Linked DNA regions of Gossypium arboreum: region 1 is linked to region 2. The links are chromatin contacts, called in public Hi-C maps. All regions are on one chromosome and are shown on one strand. The core of a region is the stretch at or near the end of the contact, and the rest is flanking DNA. Distances in the headings are between cores, read along the strand shown.

The links. A called contact is a pair of places that touch in the nucleus more often than the background predicts.
Region 1: a Hi-C map of leaf shows a contact between it and region 2, with 2.8 times the contacts expected there. The contact joins the promoter of LOC108463829 here to the enhancer-like site in region 2. A contact is called at or near these places in 2 of 5 Hi-C or Micro-C datasets (both in leaf).

Annotation. Positions count from the first base shown.
Region 1 is chr1:6,743,448-6,750,180 of ASM2569848v2, forward strand. LOC108463829 reads left to right here and starts at 4,007. Exons shown (of 4, transcript XM_053026812.1): 1 at 4,007-4,488; 2 at 4,740-5,631; 3 at 5,719-6,733. The coding sequence starts at 4,743.
Region 2 is chr1:6,602,254-6,608,905 of ASM2569848v2, forward strand. No RefSeq gene overlaps it. Among protein-coding and RNA genes, the nearest start is that of LOC128291468, 9.4 kb to the left of the region's middle. Within about 2 kb of position 1,963, at least 1 of the 2 cell types and tissues checked has an H3K27ac peak or open chromatin away from gene starts, as enhancers often do. A contact at or near this core is called in leaf, where this site is marked.

The DNA.
Region 1 (6,733 bases), core at 2,757-5,256, 140 kb after region 2:
TGTTAAGTGTTCGTGTATAGTTGCACCTTTCTCCAAACGATGAGCATAAAGATGCTGTTTCATATGCAACTTGCTGGTTGGAGTTTTCAACATACATATTTGCTCCAGTCTCTACCATAATGCAGTGGTGGTCTTCTCCTTCATCACATCCTGCAAAATTTCGTTAGACAAATGCAAATGTCATTGTGTTAACGCCTTTTACGCTTATTCTCTTCATCCATTAATGTCGAAGGTATCTTATCTATCCCTAACAGGGCATCCTCCAGATCCATCTGTGCAAAAACTGCTTGCATCTTAATCTGCCACAATGCAAATCTGGTGTTGCGATCCAATAGCGAAATTTCATGCTTCAAATACGCTATTATCGTGATCGAGTTAAACAACCCGAAAGCTCTGATACCAATTTGTGAAAAATAGAATGTCAACAATGAAAATATATTGCAAAGAAATTAAAAGAGAAATAAAAATAAAGAATACACAGATTTTTAAGTGAAAACCCTTTCAGGAAAAAAAACCACGGGTATAGGAGAAGAAAATTCACTATGTTAAATTTGAATTATTACAAGAAGAGTAGACTATGTCTATTTATAGACTTGTAAAACCATATTCTAATAGGAGTGTAGTAATATTAAAATACCTTATTCTAATCAATATCAAATAGATGAAGTTTAATAAGGTTTAAAATCCTTATTCTAGAATAAAATAAAAGAAGTGTAGTTCTATATAGATTTTACTTTTATTTTATTTTACCATTGTACTTTATTTAAATAAGGATTCGGTCACTAAATTCTAACATATATTTTAAAAATTGAATATATAACCCAGTGATATTGGTACAAAATTTCACAAGAAACTACTTTAACCCAATGATTATCGCACTTTCTCATGCAGAGCTTACAAATCAAAACACAAGAAGTATATAATGAGCCAAGTTTGCTAAAACACGTAAAAAAACTTTACAAAGATACAAGCACCACCGACTCATATAAGCATTTGACCCTCCTTGGCTCTTCACCAGATAAAATACAAGAAATTTACCCTCACTATTGTTTTCTGTCATCTTTCTTTATGATCTATATCAACCCAGATCATTATCCGACTAAAACCATTGTTGCTTGGAATTTGATAGTAATTTATGGATGAGTACAATTTCGTATTTGCTAAATTCTAACCTTTTACCCCATGCATTTGGAAACAATTTGTGTTCTAAGAGATCACTTTTCCATTAGAAAATAACCAGAATTTTCATCTTTTCATAAGCATGCTTTCAAAAAAAAAAAAAGAGTGTGTGTAAAGTGGGAATAAATTGACCAAGCAAATGATACTGAAACAATGAAGCAAACAATGGCTACCAGAAGAGCAACACTTGTTTTCCACAGGGCAGTAGTGAGAGACCCATTCTCGATAGAGGAGAGTGGTTGAAAGGTTTGAATGGAGAGGTAAGGGACAGACTAATTGCACTTACCAGGCACAGGACTTATTTGCTTAAGAAAAACAACCCAATTTTTTTCTTTTATCTTTTAACATAAATCATATATATATATAATATAACAAGGTACGTACCCTAAAATTGTAACAATTGACACAATTATGTTTTTTTTATGTAATTTATATATTATTTCAAAAGATAATTTCTATAATTTTTATTATCTTTAAATAAAAACATATCTATATTTAAAATAAATAGTTAATTAGATGAAATAATTTATTTATTTATTATATAATAATTAAAATTTTATGTTAGTTTTATGTTTAATTTAAATATTAATTACATAAACATAAATTTTAAAAGTTTTATAAAATTTTAATTAGATAAATAGAAATTTAAAAAAGTTATTTTTCATTTAATTTACATGATTAATTATATATTATCTATAGTTAAAATTATAAGTTAATTTTATGTTTAAATTAAATATTCAATTAGGTAAACATACAATTTAAAAGTTTGACAAACTTATTCATTTTTCTTGACCGGTTAACTTGACTAATTAAAACAATCATGCTTAAATATTTAAAGCTTCCTATATGGTCGATCCCACAATATTTCACACATAAATCATTCTTTCTTAAAAAAATTTTATTGTACCTTTCAGTATAGAAGATTGTAGAGTTCATTACAAAAAAGTAGAGATGATGTCATCATTGTCGATTTTTGGCAGATTTCATTCTATATTTTACTAGACATTGGAATCGAACGACCCCATTGTTTTTTCAACACAAGAGTTGAAGAGGTTTAGTTGATAGGTGCCATAGAAGTGTTTAAAGGTGGTCATATCATGGTGAATATCGAGTAGAGTGTTTGACTCAAATCAATAGATGATCTCAATGAAAAAGTAGAGATCTTCAGAGGATGAAGGGTCAAAAATGGCGATGAATAATACATATTTGGCGGTAGACGATCTCATTGAAAGAGAAGAAGAGTTATAGAGAAAAATGATTTTTTTTTTAAATATATAAGAGGAAATGTGAAAAAGAAAAAAAAAGAAATACGTCAAAATCTCAGTCACAAAATGAAATTTGAAGAGTTAATATTAAAAGTTTAATTTTGGGTTAATTTAATTGTAGATCATGTTGTATTTTGTATGGTTATGTTCAAGTTCTTATTTCATTTAAATAATTTCATTTTAGTATTTTTTTGATACATAGAGTATTTTTTATTTACATATTTACATTTAAGTATTTTTGCATGTTTTTTTTGTCTTTTATATGTCTAATAAAAAAGTCATTTCATATGTTTTATTTTTATTTTATTTTTATTTTAAATTTAAGATAATTTTGGTTTTAAATTTGGATTTTAACTGTGATGTTAATTTTTTTAATTTTAAGTTTCAACTTTGGGATTTAATTTTGATGTTATATTAATTTTAATTTAATAAATATTTAATTTATTGTATAATTTTGTTAGTTTTGTACAAACTTATAAAATGGAGCCTTTTGGACTATGATGTTTAGTGGACGGATGAAATAGCTTTCTCATGCCGTTATAAATGCATATATTTTTTAGAGAATTACAATAATAAGGCAAAACTCGAATAATTAACATAATTAGCGAGTTGAATCTAAATCACATTTAGAACAGTGAGCCCTTTGACCATCAGGCTATTACATGGGCTCCTATAAATGTATATTTTAATTTGTTAGATTCTTGATTGTTTCATACCATTTATAATTTATTTTATAGTAAATTTGATTATCATTATGCTAAGAGAATAAGCTTGATAAAAGTTAATATTTTTTAGTAAGATAAGTGTTAATCTTTAATATGCCACCAAAATAAGTATATATTTTTCAATAATTTTATTAATATGAATAAATGATAACAATAAATTAATATTTAAAAAATAACAATTAATTGTAAGATATAATAAAATTATATATTTTTCAATAATCTATATCAATATGAATCAATGATAACAATAAATTACCGTTTCAAAAAGTGATAATAAAATAATATAAATTTATTTTTATTGGATAAAAATAATATAAAAATTTATGTTTTAATTCCAATAAAATAGCTGTTTTATTTTCTTTCTAATTGACATCGTTAATGCATTGTCTAAACTGTATTTAAAATTTATTATTTTTAAATTATAATTTTATTGTATTATATATATAGTCTATAAAAATAAATAAATAAATAAATCTTAATAAATATTTTTATTATTAAATAAAATTAACTAGTGCCCAAACTTAAATCTTTATATACATTAAATTAAGGTTTAGACATAAAAAATAAGTTTATAATTTCATTGTTGCATATTTTATTTATTTAATATTAATATTTGTTTTTCATATCCTTTATACATGAAATATATTATATTCCACATTAAATAAAATTTAGGAAATAATAATTTTAGTAGATAAATTCCTTTTTATGAGAAACATAACCGTCTATTTAACTACCACCACCTTTCCGCTGTAGTCTAAAGCTTCAAAAAAATGAAAAAGGTAAAAATAATAAAATTGAAAAAGGAATTGAGGGACTTAAACGACGTCGAAGAGGCAAATAGCGCCTAAAGCGGGGCAAGATCCAACGGCGGGAAACTTCCTAAATGCTAAATCACGAGCCTTTCTCTTCTTCTGCTTCCCCCTTTCCCTCTTTCTCTCCCGCACGAACGCAACTCACTGAGTCAAGTCCAGTCAAGTTCCTTTCCACTCTCTTTTCTTTCTTCCCCCATCCCCCCTCAACCCTATGCCCTTTTTCGTCTTTTCCTCTGCAATTTCCATCCAAGGGCTCCCATCGTTCCACGTCACTTCCGTCTTCTTCAACTCCCCCCTTCCCCTTCCCCTGATCCCCTCATCTCCTTCCTCTTTTATTTCAAAAACTCCCTTTAGGGTTTCTCAGATTTAACTGTCTCTTCTTTTTCTTCTTCTTTTTCTTTTTGCTTTTTTTCCTCCTTATTTTTCTTGATTAGAAAATTAGAAGAAAAGGAGATCTCCAAATCTTCAATTTCGCCGCTGATATTTCTTCACTTCCTTTCGGACGAGGTATACATATACATATATATGTTTTTATATTCTTTTGAATATTGTTTTGCTTCTTCAATTTTATTATTTTTACTGTATTTCAGTTTTTCTTTTAGTTCGTAATTTCAAATTTTGAGAATTTATTTCCTTTATTTGTTTCTGTTAGGTTTCTGATGAATTCGTTGTACTCCGAAAACGGTGAAAATAATTCTTTTTGAAATATTAAATTGGTTAGAATTGAGGATTAGAAATTTTTTTTTTTGGTGCTTAAGGTTATGATGGCGATTGAGAAGAGTAATTCCAAAGTTTCACCCTTTGATTCGGAGTTTTCGCCTGGTAGTAGAGAGATGACTGTGTCAGGTGATGAGGACGAGCTTCAACGTCCAGGGTCAGCCGTTGATTCTGATGATGAATTTGACGATGATGCTGATTCAGGAGCAGGTTCGGATGACTTTGATTTGTTGGAATTAGGTGAAACCGGGGCTGAATTTTGCCAAGTCGGGAACTCGACCTGTTTGGTTCCTTTTGAGTTATATGATCTTCCTGGATTGGAAGATATTTTGTCTCTTGATGTGTGGAATGAATGTTTAAGTGATGAAGAGAGGTTTAGCCTTACTAAGTTTTTACCTGATATGGATCAGGATACGTTTATGCGGACCTTGATCGACATTTTTAAGGGTAATAATCTTCACTTTGGGAGTCCTATTAAGAGTTTGTTTGATATGTTGAAAGGAGGGTTGTGTGAGCCGAGGGTTGCACTTTATAGGGAGGGCATGAATTTCTTTCGGAAGCGGCAGCATTACCATCATCTGAGGAAGCATCAGAATACTATGGTTGTCAATCTTATTCAAATGAGGGATGCTTGGCTTAATTGTAGGGGATACAGTATTGAGGAGCGGCTTCGTGTTTTGAATATTATGAGAAGTCAAAATAGTTTGATGTATGAGAAGTTGGAAGATAAGGATTCTGCATCCTCTGATGGAGAGGATTTGGTTGATGGTTTTTGGAGCAAAAGAGTTAAGGACTGGAAAGCTCCACAGAAATCAGGTCGCTACTCTGGCTTTGGGGTTGAACCAGATTTAGAGTTTGCATCGCGAGGACAACTGATGGATTTGGAACCATCAAAATACAGGAAGCAGAATCCAAAAGGCAAACTGAAGACAGGTGAGTCAAAACTTCCTTTTGCAAGAGAGTTTGGCAGCCGCTTTTCCCCTGATTTAGATATGAATTCTGAGCCATACGGTTTGCCAGGAACACTTCCTCGAGAGAAATATGAGTCTGCAGCACTCAGGGCAAGGGATTGGATGAGGTTAGATGATGCTGAAGACCCAATGTTTGGAACAGGTATTCAGCGAAACCAAAATGCTCTCGATAATAGCTTCATGGGCAAATCTGGTTCTTCGAGAGCAAGGAAGAAGTACAATCTTTTAAGAGGGGAAGAATTAGCCACTGATAGTTTCACGGCTTCGCCTTTGTCTTCAAAGCATGATTTCCTTTCCTATGGTAGGAATAGGAATGCGAATCAATTGTCCGAGGCAAAAGTGTATGCTTCAAAGCCTCCTAATATGAGAATATCTCATGATTTTGCCAAAAAGTCCAAGCGTTTCAAAAACGACCCACTATTTGCAGCCGGAGATCAAATAAAGTCTATAAAAGGCCGAATTCCTTCGCTGCCATTGCAAGGGAGTCGAGTTGACTTATCTGAGCGCACTGAACTGTTTTGGCAAAATGAAAACCAAGGAGAAGATTTCTCTGTGGATTTGTCCGTTAGACCTGATGATTGGAATATTAAGCACAAGAAATGGAAAACACTGCGGGAATCTCCTGATCTCAGTTTTAAATCTTATAAAGCTTCCTCACCACTGATGAGTGACCAATTCTTGAAATCTGCCAGTAGAAAGAAACCATCGCAGGAGAAGATTAGAGGGAACTATTTGCAAAATGGAGGAGCAGTTATGGCCATTTCAAAAGGTAGTAGAGCATTTATTAAAAACGAAGAAACAGAATCTGACTCATCTGAGCAATTTGATGATGAGGAGGAGAGCAATCCTCTAATGAGAGGCAAGTTGGCATACACCAGTGGCGTCATAGAAAATCCTCGCCTGTCTTCATTGAATTCTGGCCTTGATTCTAAGAAGACCAAATCTTCAAAGAAATATACTATGAAGGATGGATGGCCTCTTGATGGAATGAACCGCTACTCCAAAAAGAGCTTTGAGGAAAATGTGCACGTGGCAGGAGTAGAAAGCTACTATTCGGAAAGAAA
Region 2 (6,652 bases), core at 713-3,212:
CATAATAATAGAAAAAAATTGAGGGGCTTTTCACTATAATCAGTGTAAATTTTTCTCTATTTTTACGCAGTTGATATCTTTAACATTTATTTCTAGTCGAAGGCCAGCACTGTCATGGACGTAGAAGGACTCTCAGATAGGCAACGACTATTATGTTGGAGTAAAGGTGATTCTTCTTTCGGGGCGACAATGGTTGTCATTATTAAACAACTTATTAATAACTACAATTGCTGCAACAATGATCCAAGTTTGACCTTTACTCCATTAGAACATCCTCTCTCCACTTGAGAGTCATCTTGTGTCCACCTTAGTGTCAACTTTTGAATAAGAATAAAAGGTAAAAGATACCAATTGCCTGGAAATAGAGAAAAAATTTATGTTGATTACACTGAAAAGCCTTTCGTTTTTCCCTATGATTATGACCTCAATCTTATGTGTGATATATATAAGGCATTATTTACAAGTATCCAAAAAGCTTGAACTCATGACTACATAACGACCGTCAATTGACCCTCAGTTATACTAAAACCCATGACCGCATAACGACCGTCGACTGGGACTTTGACTCGTGACCGTATCAAGCACTATCTTCTCGGAACCCCATTTCCATAGGATGAGTGTCTGAGGTAATGGTTCTATCTCAGCATGACATATGAAATGTATATGTTCTGAGACGCGTTATCACATCCTCAGCCCTTCAAATCTACTTATAAACTTTCACGGTTTCACCTTCGAAACCTTAAACCCAATAAAAACCTTAAAACTTAAACCCCAAAACCCTAACCTTAAAATCAGCCCTAGCCCTAAAAATCCTTAAAAACGAGGCCAATTAACAAAAAAAAAAAGCATCTATTACCTATTTTAGCCAAAATTTATAGTTGGACGTAAATAATTTAAGTTTGAAAATATTTGACATCATTATGTGTTTTATTTAATAATAAAACTATATGAATATTTCAAAGTTTCACTTTTTTTTTACATATCAATAATTAATTTGACACAAGGTTTAAATTATAATATTCTAATTATTGTTTATATTTGAAATTAATTTTATACAATTTTCGAACTACCTATAACTTCCTCAATTCCTTAAGTGGAGGAAATTCCACGTTTAAGCATATTGAAATCTACGTCTTTCGATATGTTATAATAGCAATAAAGTTAATTGAGCTTAGGTTTATATCTTTTACGAAAAATAATCATTTTTAGTTAAAATATGCTATTAGTCCTTATACTTGTATACAAATTAAAATTTGATCACTGTACTTTAAAAGTAAGAATCCAGTCCTTTAACTTTTTAAAATAAAAATACTAGTCCAAATTATCCTCAATGGTAGTTTTTGTCAAAAATTTTCAATTTACTATATTTGTTTTCATGTTTATTTTCTGTCAATCATCTGTCACATCATACAAAGACAACCTAATTAAAATTCCAAGTTAACAAATTCTGACAAAAAAGATTTGCAAATTTATTGACTGAATTGAGATTTTTAAATAAAAAAGTAAGAGGATTTGATTTTTAACCTTTTAAATATAAGAATAATTCTTAAATATTGTCAAAATGCAGAGACTAACAACATATTTTAACCTAAAAACAAAAAGATAATAAAACAAATCCAAGCCCAAATTGGTTTGGAAATAACTTCTATAATAGCCGAACACATGATATGGGCCAAATGCTCTCCAAACCAGTCATAAAAAAGGAATTTAGAAAGCCCACAAACACTGTCTTTACTTCATATACATGTAGTCCCTTGGGACCCATTCAGGTGTCTTTAATTCTTTATTGAAGTACCCAAGAAAGCAACAGAGATTTCATTGTCTCATAAAATTTCTTGGGGCTTCACAGATTCAGGCACCTCAAGTGGCTATTCTCTTAATATCACATGAATCAATGAAATAATTATTGAATAGATATTGGATCATTATCACCAACAGTGTTCCATTGCTCACCTCAAGTGGCCAACAACAAAGGAAGCACTTCTACTTTTGTTCCACTGCCCACCATAATGTTTTCAAGTGGGGGACTGTGTAGTTAAAAGGAAATCACTTGGTGTAAAACATGGTTTGATCGACCAATTCTGTAGTTGTCAACTTGACATTGCAGAAGAACCGTTATTGACTGAAAGTTTCAAACATTGTTCCATCAGGTCCATGGCAGGTTTGGTTCTTTAGACAAGGGGTAAGTTCCAAGACCTACTACTGCAAAGGAAAAAAGAAAAGAACTGTTTTATCAACCTTTTGTGGTTCATTGAGCTATTAGATGATAGTTCATATTCTAGAAAGCATATTATGGTTTAGGGTTAGCTATGTCGAAGGGTATGTCTTGTCAGTCTTCACCATCAACTTCAATGTACGTATAATGGCAAGTAGTTCAGCATTGAATTAAATACCTATATGATACATGTAATCCATGGTGACGACATCAGATTATAACATTTCAATACCATTGGCAGAGCAATTATACATATACATAAGCATATAATGGTCCTGGAAACAAGTCCATTTAATGGTGGAGGGCCTGCCTAATAATTGTTGCCTCAGGATAGATATTGGAACCACTTTTATGCAATTTAATGTATTATGTATTATGTTTTTGCCAAAGGATTCGCACAAGTCAATGTAGATTCCAGCCAGCTAGGTCATCATTGTTCACCAAAGGTGATAACAACTTCCTTGTAGGGATTGGCTAATGGGAACTTATACAGTTGCTCTCAGCCATACGATATATATGAACATGTGCCAAAACAAGAGAACCTCTCTGGCCGACAATGCCAATGTTATACGAGACCGAGTAACACATGCCGGTTCATCAGCCCATCCCCAGGCCAACATATTATCAAGAATCCATAACATGAATGATGAAACTCAGATCAATGTGTGTGTATATGTATATAGTTGGACACATGGTTCATCACTTTTATCAGAACCTGGTGGCGACCCTCCCTTAAGCTGCAATTTGAGGTGCCGAAAATTTGTTCAGTGACTTACAAGTGCTGTTTGTGTGGCACAGACAGGTAAGATTATCTAAAAAAAAAAAAAGAATCATATTTCAAGCAGATTTAATGTGAAAATGAGATAATAAAATATGGAAGTCAGTGGACCAATATATGAATTGATGATAATATGTAAGCCTGAATTTATGAGCATCGTCACAATGACGCATGGATTCAAACTTTTAGTGCCTGGTGATTCCAAGTACATGACAGGTTCTGGATAGAGACAGAAAAGATCATAAATGACGACAGAAATGCCTCCCCAAATGTGCTGTTGATGGCTCCAACAATCACACCCATTTCTTCAGTTTTTTTTTTTTATCCTTTGTTATTCTTTTAAGATCTTAGACAAATCTGAGAACCCCTAATAGCAAACCCTGAAATTTCAGTATGAGTAGGTATTCATCAAAGCCTGTGCGCAACATATATATTACATTCAAAATGGTTAGAACTCGATCGAATTCAAAACTCAAATGACCCAAACTGAAATGGGTAAAAACCAGAATTGACTTATGAAAACATTCTGTTTGGGGTTTGATTTTCCATTTCCATGAATAGTAAGGTAACCTCAGTTTGACTCCAGTTTGGGTGAAGTAAGAACAAAAGCTTATATGTGTAAAGGGAATATTATCCCATGATATCCGGAATGTACATTGTACATTATATACACAAAACAATTCATACTTTTTCCTCATTGACCAGATTTTTATCAATTTCCAATGTTTCCAAAGAAAATTTTAAGTTTTACCGATGCTTAATTAGTTACCAAGAATATGTTAGTCAAAGGTGTCACCTTCTGCAACATGAGTACAACCACAAGCAATAGCATTTGATCTTTTTGACACAAGTCTTAGAATTACTTATAGAACCTTTTAACTCATAAATAAGAAGATAATACGTTTTAATGCACTCAAACTTACGCTCTTTTGTATTGATAATAATGTTAGTGCCAATCGAATTAAAATTTAACCAAAAATGATTTATATTTTTAAATTGCATTTAGATAAGTTTTATAACAAATATTTGATTTCTTACTTCCAATAAATTTTTAATCAAAATTACTTTAAAAAACTTTAATTTAATTTAATTTTTATTAATTATAAAACTATAAATTATACGAAATGTAAATTATGCAACACTTATGTTTGGACAATATATCTACATTGATTATACCAAATTTCATCATATCCACTATATGACTGAGAAAATATTTTATGAAAAAACATTAAAGAATGTATAAAAGTTCTTTAATAGTCTGTGGTTCCATCCAAAAAAAAATGTTTGTGGTTTCATTGGAAATTCACGAACGCATCCCTACCTTTCACTCTTTTTTGTTTATTAATCCAACGCGCGAACTTTTTTTTTTTTGAGATTTGGTATTTTAAATTTAATGTTTGAGCTTTAATAATATATAGGCTTTAAGCTTTAATATTTAATATTTAATATTTAATATTAGAGTTTGAGATTTAATATTTGGATTAATATTTGGCATATTGGTAGTGTATTTTTTATTTCACAAACAGTTTTAAAAAATTGATATATATATATATATTTTAATTTTTAATTTTTGTTAAATTTTACTATAACTCTATAGAATACTTATTAATCTCTTAATCCTACTTGTGGAGTGTTATAGAATCTAAAATTTTACTACTGAAACTGTATCAAATATTTTCTCTCCATGTTAAATATTTAAAATTTAGTATTTAATTATAAATAAAATTTATAGAATAGACTGACTCTGAGAATAATAAAACCCAAAAATATCATTTATATAAAAATAATCAATTATAATTTGAATAATATATTTTCATATAAAAATTATGCTATACAATTACTCCTCAATTATGCCTACATTTATTAGTATTTGAATTTACTCATCCACTATGCTATAAAATTATTCTTTTAAGTAATTAGTGCCATCCGATTTGTATGATCTAAATCAATTTAATTCTTAATGATATGTTTCTTAATTAGATTAATATTTATAGATGAATCAGTATAGTTTTACGAGATTCACTTATTGACCAAATTTTAAGATATTTAAAAATTTTCATGTGTTTTTAAATTATATTTAAAAAATAAAAAAAAATAGAGAGGCATATGATGATTTCTTAAAAATGTAGGGAAAATACGATAGTTTTGTCGCGAGAGGGGAAGAAGAAACGTTCCCTCACATTTATTTTTGTAAAAGAGAATTTTGCTTAGACGCCCTTGATAATATTACCATTTTCACATAGACATTATTTAATCAAAATTATACCTTCTAAAAAATTCTACATTGGCCCTACTAATTTTTCTAATTTTACAAATTAGTCCTTAAGTCTCAATTACTAACTGTACCAATTTAATCTCTCCTCAAAACTAATAAAAACTAATTACCGCTAATAATGTCTGAGCCTATCAATATACCAATTCTAGGAGCAACTCAATTTTAACAAATCCGATTCAAAACTGAATTTTTCGGCTCGATGAAAAATGTATCGTTACAAAAATAAACATACACTTCATTCAGATAAATTGTATATAAAAATATTTTTATTTAAATTTAATAATAAATTATATAATATATTAGTGAAAATAATTTTTAAATAATGATAAAAATACTTAATCAAATCGAATTAAATTTAGTAATTTTTTTTTCAAAGTACACTACATAAAAATATTATATAAAATGAATCCAATTTTGACAAAATAAGTCTTGTGGTGTATTTTGAACAAAACATTATACAATATATTTAAATTTAATTTGAACCAATTCAAAGTTTATATAAAATTGTAAAAACTCTCTTACTCTAATATTTCATATACTTTATATATTTAAAAGATATATATAAAATTATTTGAATTAAGTTAAAAAAACTTGTTTAAATACAATTTAATATTGACTGAACAAACAACTCAAACTTTAAACAGATTTTATTATCATTAGAGGTGTTTATGGATTAGGTTAAGTCGGGCAAAGGCCTTGTGTCAACAAATTTTCCAAGCTCGAGCTCGTTTTGCATAAATGGCCTAGTTTATTGTTTAAAAATAATTACAAATTTTTTATTTAAAATTATTCATAAAAATAAAGTAGAATTAATAAAAAAATATATTTATTATTAAAAATAAAACAGGCTGTGTTAGGTAAATTCGAGGTTAAAAATATAAGTCCAAACTCAACTTAAAGTGAGTTGGGCTGATAGGGCCAAACGGGTTGCTTGGCCGATGAATTCCTTTAATTATCATTTAAGGAGTAAATAAGATATTTTTAAAATTTTTGAATCTTTTTATATATTTTATAACTTTTAAATTCTTTTCATCATTTTTTATTTTTTTAACATTTATAATTTTATTTAAAAAGGAAAAACTTTAAATTTTATAATTTTTACGTACTTTAAAGAGTGAGAATCAAATTGATAAAAACTATAAACATGGAGGACCAAAAAAGTTATTTTACCAGATTAGGAGACTCTAATAAAAATGGTGATTAGACAAGACAAAAGGGATTCACGAGGGACTATTTTTCATTTCATTCCCTGTATTTCATCTTCATCGATTAACATGACCTTAAAGGTCAGCTCTACAATATTTCCACTAAGAAACAATAACTCCATAGACTATAGTATACGAACTACAGAACTAAGAACTTTCCCGTTCAATTAAACTGTCAG